Regions from separate parts of the Ovis aries genome. Here region 2 is linked to region 1. The links are chromatin contacts, called in public Hi-C maps. All regions are on one chromosome and are shown on one strand. Each heading gives the region's core, a stretch centred on a gene start, on an enhancer-like site or on the middle of the called end of the contact. The rest is flanking DNA. Distances are from core to core; before and after follow the strand shown. Region 1 has its middle 20 kb from the start of CALCOCO1. Region 2 has its middle 23 kb from the start of CALCOCO1.

Evidence for each region. Hi-C and Micro-C count contacts between places; a contact is called where the count stands out from the background.
Region 2: a Hi-C map of liver shows a contact between it and region 1, with 6 times the contacts expected there. The contact joins two enhancer-like sites. A contact is called at or near these places in 13 of 16 Hi-C or Micro-C datasets (blood, hypothalamus, liver and 6 more).

The regions. Positions count from the first base shown.
Region 1 is chr3:132,791,018-132,795,756 of ARS-UI_Ramb_v3.0, reverse strand. No RefSeq gene overlaps it. Among named protein-coding and RNA genes, the nearest start is that of CALCOCO1, 20 kb to the left of the region's middle. Within about 2 kb of position 1,681, at least 5 of the 54 cell types and tissues checked have an H3K27ac peak or open chromatin away from gene starts, as enhancers often do. A contact at or near this core is called in liver, where this site is marked.
Region 2 is chr3:132,833,739-132,838,692 of ARS-UI_Ramb_v3.0, reverse strand. No RefSeq gene overlaps it. Among named protein-coding and RNA genes, the nearest start is that of CALCOCO1, 23 kb to the right of the region's middle. Within about 2 kb of position 3,377, at least 2 of the 54 cell types and tissues checked have an H3K27ac peak or open chromatin away from gene starts, as enhancers often do. A contact at or near this core is called in liver, where this site is marked.

The sequences.
Region 1 (4,739 bases), core at 432-2,931:
TGGTGAATTGTCTAGAAGGAGAGCCAGAAGAGGCTCAGAGTGGAGATGACAGACAGCAGTTCAGAAAGCAGGTCAGGCTCTGGAAGGAAGGTAGGGAGCAAAGGCTGTGATACAGAAAGCTAGGGTGTTTGTGGGTCCTTGGAGGGTCCCAGGAAGGTGAGCGTCAGACCTTCAGAGCCGCTTCCCACTTTGAGGCTGAGGCCTGACTCTGCAGGGGCGTTGAGGAAGCCTCTTAAGAAGCTGGGGTAGGGGTGCAATCCTGTTCCCTGCCCCATCCTCAGGCACCTGCTGGGTGTGCACATTAGGGTGGGGGTGTGCTGGGCGGCTTCCCAGTTCTGAGAGCAGAAGCTGGTGGGGTTTCTTCCGAGCGATTGTTTAGTATTCATGGGGCGACGCAATCTCTCCCACATCTGCTTAGCACAGCAAGTCCTGTCATATAACTGTCTCCCGCACTGTCTGTCCATAAAGAATGTCTCGGAATTGGTGTAATTCAGAGAAATTAATGACGACTTTCCGCGGGACTGCTCCCTGGGGGATGATTAACACTTCATCGTCCATCTGATGCGCGGGGCCCAGCGCTCCATCGCGAACATTTGGGCCGTGGCCAGCCGCATTAAAGGTTATTACGGAAAACGCGACCTGCAAACGGGCGAGAGGCATGATGGACCGGGAGGGGCGGGGACCAGGGTAGGGGCGGGGGAATCGGATGGAGCCGGCCAAGTCCGAGATCAAGTTTCCCCATGTTGGCGCACCTGGGGGTCTGAGGCGGAGAGAGGCTGGGTTTCTGTTTCAAGGGATGCAGGACTGGGAGAGTGTTGGGGAGACCCTCACCAGGGGGACTGGGAAAGAAAGAAGGTGACTTTCCACAGTGGACACATTGCTGATGGAGGCTTTCCCTGTCTTTTAATCGTTACAGTATTATTGGGTAAATTTTATTTAACCCCACCTTACAGGTGATGAAACTGAAGCTTAGAGAGGTTGTGTACTGTGTCTTAGGTAACACAGCTTATTCAGAGGCAAAGGCAGGATTTGCGTTCAGGTCCTTGATTCCTGAACTCTTGGTCTTTCCACCACACCACTGGGGAGAAGGTCTCACTCTTTTATATGTCCACCTCAACTTCAGGCACGTAGGCCTGTGTGTGGCAGACAGGTGCTCAAACATGTTTGTTGTATAAATGAATGAATGAGCTTTGCAGGTTCCATTTCAATGGACGAGAATCCCAGAGATTCTGGAGGCAGGAAAGGGAACATAGCATAGGAGTTCCAGTTGGGGTCAGGAAACTGGAAATAGGTTTCCTGTGGGTTTCTAAGCTTCCCCTGGGGGCATTCTAAACCTCTAGAATCTAGAGGGCTGGCATCTTCATCCTTAGCCGGAAGGAAGGAGTGGAGACACATGTATGTATGTATACACGTGTGTTGGTGAGTGTAGGAATATGTGTAAGTTTGTGTGTATATGCTTGTCTGTATGAGTTCATGAGCATATGTCTGTGTTGCGTGTGTGTGAGGATGTGATGTGTGGATGTGTGTGTACTTTGAGGGTGTCCGTGTATGTATGAGCGGTGTGTGTGTATCTTCATCTATGCAGGTGAATGGGTGTATGATGCGTGTTGTGTCCCCGGGGAGCCTCACAGCCGAAGATATCTTTCGTTTGCTGAAATCTCTAACAGGTTCCAGGATGTGGCATGTGGTGGGGCTGAGGTGAGAGGCCAGGAGAGGAAGGCTGTTTCTGCTGGGGACGCGGGGGGTTGGGTAGCCTGAACAGTGGGTGCCTATGCCCCACCAGGCATGGGGGTGGTGGTGTCAGGGTCCCAGATCTGAGGCTGGGTGGAGACCTGGGCCCTGAGGTCTTCATTCCAGGCTTGAATTGGAAGTGCTCAGAGGCCCTGCTCTGACCCAGGAGGGCGGTGAGGAGGTGGGGCCCAGACAGGGGCCTGGGCAGTGGAGGGGTCAGGCCTATTCTCTGCACATCTTCGATTAGGTTTTAGGAGTGTCTTCTACCCAGGCTGCAAGTCCTAGCTCTAGGCTCCACCCATTCTGCCTTAGGGTGGTAGAGTCCCGGAAAGGCTTCATTGTGAAGGTCTCTGGCTCTGGGGGTGGTGGTGATCCATAACCACAGTGAGAACACCTTTCTCTAGTAAGCACTATTCAGGCAGGTCCAAAACAAATGTCCTTGTCTCTTGGAGACATACAAGCTGAGGCTTTCAGACCTCTTGTGCTGGGAAGTTCTTCCTGGATTTAACCTTACATCCTCTTGCTATACCATGTGCCCAGTAAGCCCAGGCTGAGTTTGTGAAATTGGAACCTAGCACCCCCTGGCATGGAAATAGCTTCTTCTGGATAGGGGAGTGGGTCTGAAGTTTAGGGACACTCAGAGAATGGGAGACTGAAGCCTGGAGGATCATAGATGGGTCCGGTCATTCTTGGAGAGGAAGGCAATGATCACAGGACAATATCAGAGACAGGAGTTCGGAAACCATAGGTTCCAGCTCACTTGCTTTACAGACAGCAGCTAGAGCCTCAGAGGCAGGAAGACTCAATCAGTGTCCTAAGCCCCTGACTCCTAGTCTAGGAATCCTTCTTGTGTCCCCTTGAGGAACCTGACTCTTCTTCTCTTCTCTTGGTTTTATGGAGTTGGGGAGAGAGGGAGGAATACTTCAGCTAATGGGGGACTGTCCCCCTTCTTCTTGCTGAAGGCTTCAGCGACTCCTTCCCAGTCTTTCCAGCTGGGCTTCGAGGCCTCTCACCCGCCAACACCTGTTCCTCAATTTCCCATCCCCCTTGCAGGCCCCCACCATCTGCTCTCTTGGATGCATCCAGGGGCAGCCCTCATGTCGTTTGCTCCTCCCTGCCTTCTCCTAGCCTCATGGTCTATGCCTAGTCTGAACCATTTCGTCTCCTCCTCCTCTTGCAGACTAGCCTCTTGACCCTTTGCAATATCACCTCATACTCACCTCCTCTGGGAAGTCTTCCTTGATTAATCCTCCTGTTTCTGGATCCCAAACATTCTCCTTCTAAACCACTGCCAGGGTAGCTGCAAGTCTCTCCTGGTTCTTCTGTCTGCTCTTTCCAGCTGCATAACTTGTCCCTGCTCCCACTTCCAAATGGAAGGTGCCTCAAAGGCAGGACTGATTTCTCCTCCCTCCCAGGACCCCTCTCCATGCACCAGAAGGGTCAGGACTGCAGCGGAGAATTGACTGAACCTTGTCCCCTTTCTGCGCTCTGGGGATGGGAGAGCTAATGGTGTCCAACTGGATCTCCTCCCGAGGAGGGAGGTGGCAATACAGACCCTTCCTGGTCTTTATTCTGTGTTAGGCCTCACCCCTCGCTCCTGTTCCTCTTCCTGTTCTTGGTTGACTCTGGCCCAGTTAACAGGCCCCTCTACACTATTCTCCTGGGGCCCTTGGGATGCTGGCCTGGTGTGGGGAGTGGCAGGAAGCTCCACTATGATGCCACCCTGCCTAGGCAGGGTTGGCATCCTGCCTAGGGAGGAGGGGTTGGGGTGAGTGGAGATCTGGGTGGAGGAGAGGGTCCTGGCGCTGGTGAGGCACCTGCTCTAGTTCTAGACCTGTCGATGTGTCAGCTGCCACCTTGTGGCAGACACTGAGAACTGCAAGGATGGAGTCCTGGTGCCAAGAATGGGACCTCCTTGGCAAGAGAGCTGGGAAGGCCAGTAGGAGTGTGCACTGTGAGGGTAGCAGGCCTCAGAATTCCTAATTGACGTTGGTGGTTTCTTCAGGGAGCTTTGAATTCTTCATTGACAGGAGAGTAGAAATCTGGGAGGAAAGTGGCAAAGACACTTCTAGATGGAGAGAGACAATGGAAACTCTGTCCTCAAGTCTCAAACCTGCTATTCAGATTCTCCCTCCCCGAAAGAGCCCTAAAAGAAATAGCCTGAAACTAAAGCTGGAGGATTTGAGGTCTGACCTGCAGAAGAACTTCCCAATAAACCCCAATGTATATTTGGATGCCACTGCTTCTGATAGTTGCATAGTCTTTCCAAGCCCACCATACCCAGGAGATTGCCCATCTTCTCTGGGTTCCCTGATTTCATCATGCTCAGTTCATTGGGCCTATTCCGAAAAGCCTAGATTTCTTAGCCTTCCCTACCCTGGCCTGTGTTGTGGCCATGACCAAGAGGTTAATCTGGAAAGACCCTTCCGTGGTCTAACTCCAGTCCTTCCTGTAGCCCTGGCAATGGAGAGAACCACCGTATAGCTAGTAGGGCTGCAGAGGGGAAGGCGGCCGGAGAAAGGAACCTGCGAGGACAGTTCTGAGGGAGCACAGCTCTGCCTCCGGTTCTCCATCCTCCACTCCCCTGTCTTGCTGGATTCTTGGAGATGGGACAAAGTGGTCCACAGGAGAACTCTCTCTGCTTGGGCCTCAGGATTCACAGGTGCCGGGGGAAGGCAAACCCCTGAGTTTCAGTCATGGCCCTTATTATTGTCATCCGTAGAGTGGGTATTGTGGGGAGCCAAGTTGGGGGAAGGTTTTGTCTCCACCAGCCTGAGTCCTTCAGGTTTCACCTAGGGTCCCTCTGGAGCTTTTTTCTCTCCCTGCACCCAAATCCCAGTTCCTCAGAAGCCCTCACAATGGTCCCTTCTCCTCCAGCCCCTAGTCCAGCTCCTTTCTGTGGTGGGCTGCTGCTGTTAAGTCGCTTCAGTCGTGTCCAACTCTGCGACCCCATAGACGGCAGCCCACCAGGCTCCCCCATCCCTGGGATTCTCCAGGCAAGAACACTG
Region 2 (4,954 bases), core at 2,128-4,627, 41 kb before region 1:
CTCCATGAGAATAATGGAGCTCAAAATAATCATTGTCAAGATAAGAGCTTGGAGAAAGTTGGTTACAGGTGAAACAGTGTCTACAGGTACCCAAGGACTGTGGGAGTCACCTGTCCTCACCCCTGGCTCCGGGCAAGACTCATAACACAAAGAAACATTCAGTCTAGGTTGGACACAACCTTGCCTGCATACCCTATTAAGCCAAATTGTGTGGTGGCACTTGTGTGAGCATTGGTTGGGATAAAGGCTAGTTTAAGGGTGGTGAGAAAATGGAAGTGTAAGCTCACAAGAAATCAATGGTGATAATAACAATTAGTGGACCACTTTCCTGTTGGTTCAGTGCTTTCTCTTGGATGTCTCACAATAACCTGAAAGGTAGGTTTATGACTGCCATTTCACAGATGAGGAAACCAAGTCTCAGGTGAGTGTGTGTGTGTGTGTGTGTGTGTGTGTGTGTGTGTGTGTGTAACTTAAGATCACTTAGCTAGTAAACTGGGCTGTTTTCATTATCCAATACTGCCTGAGAAGGAGTTCAAGAGCTCTAAAGTGGAAGTCAAGATGACCCATAAACTTTATCTGAGTTTATAAGAAGGTGGGGAAGACTCTCTAGTGAGTGTTAAATATTTTGGGAGAAATCTTAGTAGGAATAGTAGGAATAGTCATCCCTTGGCCACCAGAGCTGGGGACCTACTGGTGGTTAGCATTGCTAGAATTAACCCTTCTCTCATTCAGGGAACATTTATTGAGCAGCTAGTATGTGTCATCTTCTGACGGACCCCTCCCCTTTCACAGGCCTCCTCCTCCTTTTGAGAGGGGTATATCATAGGGCTCTGGGGTCCTGGGCAGAGTTAGAGCCCCGGGCAGCTGGGCATGGGCAGAGATGGAGCAAAGCAGGTTACAGAGGTGAGAGCCCCCCTACAGCTGCACAGTGCCCAGAGGCGGTTGCAGCAGCAGCCCCAGATTTACAACTGCCCTGGCGCTGATGCCATAAAAGCAAACGATCCTTCTCTGTACTAATTTCTGTGTAATTAGATCTCTCCTGGCATGGAAACTGGGGAGTGGGGGTGGCCAGGAGGGGAGGGTGCCAAGGACTCTTCACAGAGGTGGAAGGAGGGGTTGAGGGACACACATGGTTTCATGTGGCGGAGCTTGGGCACAGGGATCTGCGTGCACTGTGACAAGGATGGAAAAGGAAATCATGCACAGGGAATGCAAGGAGGCGGGAGTCCTGATATGGTAACCCCCTTGTGCCCAGGATAGGGACAAAGCTGGTGTCCTGCACAAAGATCCTGAACCCAGAAGAATAGCTCCTGTGTACCCAGAGGAGGAATTGAAATCCTTGGAGGAGTTGCATGCAGATACCCCCACAGGCAGCTAGATAACGAAAGTCCCACAGAGAAGCCTGAAGAGTGAAAAAGAAAAATGTGTGGCCCCATCACATTTACAAAAGGTTATAGGTGGCTTAGATAGTAAAGAAATGCACCTGCAATGCAGGAGACCTGGGTTCGATTCCTGGGTTGGGAAGAACCCCTGGAGAAGAGAATGGCAACCCATTCCAATATTCTTGCCTGGAGAATTCCATGGACAGAGGAGCCTGGCGGACTACAGTCCATGGGGTTACAAAGAGTTGGACACGACTGAGCGACTAACACACACATACAAACGTTTAACCTGCATGAGAGCAGATACACACTTTTCTTAAATGCAAAAATGACAGCAGCTACACTAAATAGGAACACAATAAATGTTTGTTTCCTCCTCTGCCCCCACCTATTGCTTGCCCACCTCTTGGAGGCAGAAAACTAAAAGATGAAAAAAGTCTTTCATTAAAAAAAAAAAAGCAAAATTTTCTTTAAGATATTTGAAGATAGAAAGAAAAAAAAAAAAGAACTAGAGGAATGTGGGGATGGTTAAAGAGGTAACGATCCCAGAATCTTGACTTTCCTTGGGAAAAACAGTCTTGAATGGGAAAAGCATATAGTTGTTATTGTTACTATCCCCCCATCCCACCCCATGGTGACAAACAATGGCCTTGGGTATGGCAGTAATGTCATTTGGGACAACACTTCTACAGAGCTAAGTATTCATTATTCACAGCAGTGTATTTGTGGAGGCACCTCAAAGGGCCTCTTATCCAGTCTCCTCTGCAGCCCAGATTTCTTTCACAGTTAGCCTGCCAGGGCATCGGCCAGCTTCTGCTTCAGTACTTCTCCCCAAAAGGAGCTCTTTACTTCATGAGCAGTTTGCCCTCTGTCACTAGGCAGCTGTAATGGTTAGACATTTTTTGGTAGAACTGAAATCTGTCCTCTTTTAAATTTCAGAATATACTGTTTCTAACTGCCTGTCGTATCTCGAGTTATTCTAATGTTTTAAGACCAGTTCAATCAAAGCATTAATCATCCCCCCACAACAGCAATAACAATTAGATACCCATTGGAAAATCAGGAGATTCTGATCTGCACAGATGACTGTCATGTACTTATCTTAAGCCCTTGTTCTAATGGGTAATTCCTGATTAACCTGAGTAATGAAAATGTATCACAATAAAGAAAGATTTGTCATGCCTTGTTATCACTTCATAAGGCTGTCCTTCTACATACCTGCCATAACATCAGGATATTTCTATCCCAATAAAACATGATCATGATGTGCTTGGCTAATAAAAAGGGAAAAAGCCACGTATTAAAAATATGTTTAAACGATTTTCGTGAGTGATGTAAATATAAACCACCACCATCACCAGTGTCAACAATATCCTCTGTTCATTTGCCTTTTGAAATCCCTGCCGCATCTTGGGGGTGGGAGGTAAAGGAAAAGGGAGGCAGAAAATTAGCATCTATTAAACGCTTTCCATTGCCAGGCACTGGGCTACACTCACAATAACCCTGTGAGATGGGTATTAACATGCCTTTTGGATGAGGAAATTGGACTCAGGGAAGTTAAGTAACGTGCCTGAGGTCAGATGGCTAGTACAGGGAATCAGGATTTTAACCTAGGTAAGTCTGTTTCCAAAGCCCACACTTATCCCCCTAAACTCGGACAGGTAAATTTTACTTTGATGCCCGCAGAGCCTCAACGAGTGGGTTCATACATGACGTTAGTGAGGCGTCTGTTGGGCTAGGAGACCTCCCCCTTCCCAGTCTGGACTCCCTGAGGGGCAGCCAGAAGTTCAGAGCCTGAACTTTGTGACTTTTGTGCTCGATCACATTACTGCCATCACCCAGGGGTGCCCACATATAATCGCAGGTGGTGACACAGGCGCCGTGACCGCTGTACGGTGACACACTCACAAAACGCAGTGTCATATTCGACCCACGCTGGGACCCACACAGGCCGGCTGTTCTTTCCCTTCTCCCGGGCAGTGACGTGCGCAGCCAGCAGGGGTCGCCGGCACACCAGGAATTACCACTCGCTGGGCCCGAACAGAACGGCAAGTTCCTCCTGTCTTCTCCTAAAATCTCTCGCTAATCCCTCCCCTTTCCTGCTTTCCCCTTCTAGCACCCTTTCTCTTCCCCAGGCCCTGTAGCTTCCTGTCGATGAGCTGGACAGTTGCTCCTTACATAGCACCTAAACTGCCCAATCCCAGCCTAGACTAGGGACCAGGGTTTCAGGCTCTCCATCCTGCTTTGGGGATAGAGGTAGCAGGTAAGGAGCCTGGATTGCCCACCCTTCTGGTTCGCCCTTGACCGATTAAGAGTCTGCCTCTTCTCAGTGTCTTCCCAGCACCAAGTCCTGGTCATCCATTTATTGTCCCAGTGTTCCTGTGAAAGGAAAAGTGAAAGTGAAGTTGCTCAGTCGTGCCCGACTCTTTGCAACCCCATGCATAGTAGCCTGCACCAAGCTCCCCCGTCCATGGGATTTTCAAGGCAAGGGTACTGGAGTGGGTTGCCATTTCCTTCTCCAGGGAATCTTCCCAACCCAGGGAATGTTCCTGTAATGTATGTCCCAAACATCCCGAGACTCCCAGGGTCCCTTAGCTCCTTCATCTTGGGACAGCCTGAAAATGAAGGAGGCAAATCTCTGGAGGAGTGAGTGATCTGTGACCTGTGGTTTTAGACGAGAAATCACAATTTGGGGAGTACAGGGGAAGGACCCAGGTACCCTGATTCCCAACAGAAAGAGGGGTCAGGTGTCTGCTCCCTGCAGGAAAGCTGTGGTCGCCTTCTGGGAGTGGCATCTCTCTGCTCTTTTCTGCCTCTCCCCTCCCATGCTGTAGCAACAACGCCCCAGCTTTTCCAAGCCCCCTTCTCTCTGCAGCCCCCTCCCCGCAACTCCTGGAGCCCAGTGATTGGCGGCTGCCTGCTGCAGGGCCGGCTGGGTTTATGGCTTTGCGGCAGCTGGGGAGAAAGCGAGGCCAGAGACAGAGAATGGAAACCAACCAAGAAATCGAGAATGATGAAAGAGTAAAAGAGAGGGAGACGGAGAGACAGAAAGACCTTGAGAATATCAGATACGCCAAATCAAAATAATGAGAGGGACAGGCTGAAGCAGAGATGGACGCAAAGAAAATCATAGAGATGCTGATAAAAGGTGAAAAAATGTAAGAGGGGTGGGATGAAAAAGAAAAGAAGAGGAAGGCATTTGGATGAGTCCCGAGAGTGGCTTCCCAAGGCGACAGGAATTACTCGTAGTAAGGGACTGTATATCTAGGGTAGACATCTAGGGATTCCTAGAAATTCTGAGACAGAAGAGGCCGGAGGATCTTGCAGTTCTCCCTACACCTGTGCTACCAGTTATCTGTTCTAGCCTTTTCCATGTTCACACCCTCCTGGAATTTTAAAGGTTTTTACAAAAAGTGTCCTCCTTAAGAATGATCCATGGGACTTCCCTAGTGGTCCCGTGGTTAAGAATCCACCTGCCAATGCAGGGGACATGGTTTGGATCCCTGATTGGGGACGATCCCACATGCAGCAGAGCAACCAAGCCTCAACTATTGAGCCTGCATGCCCAGAGC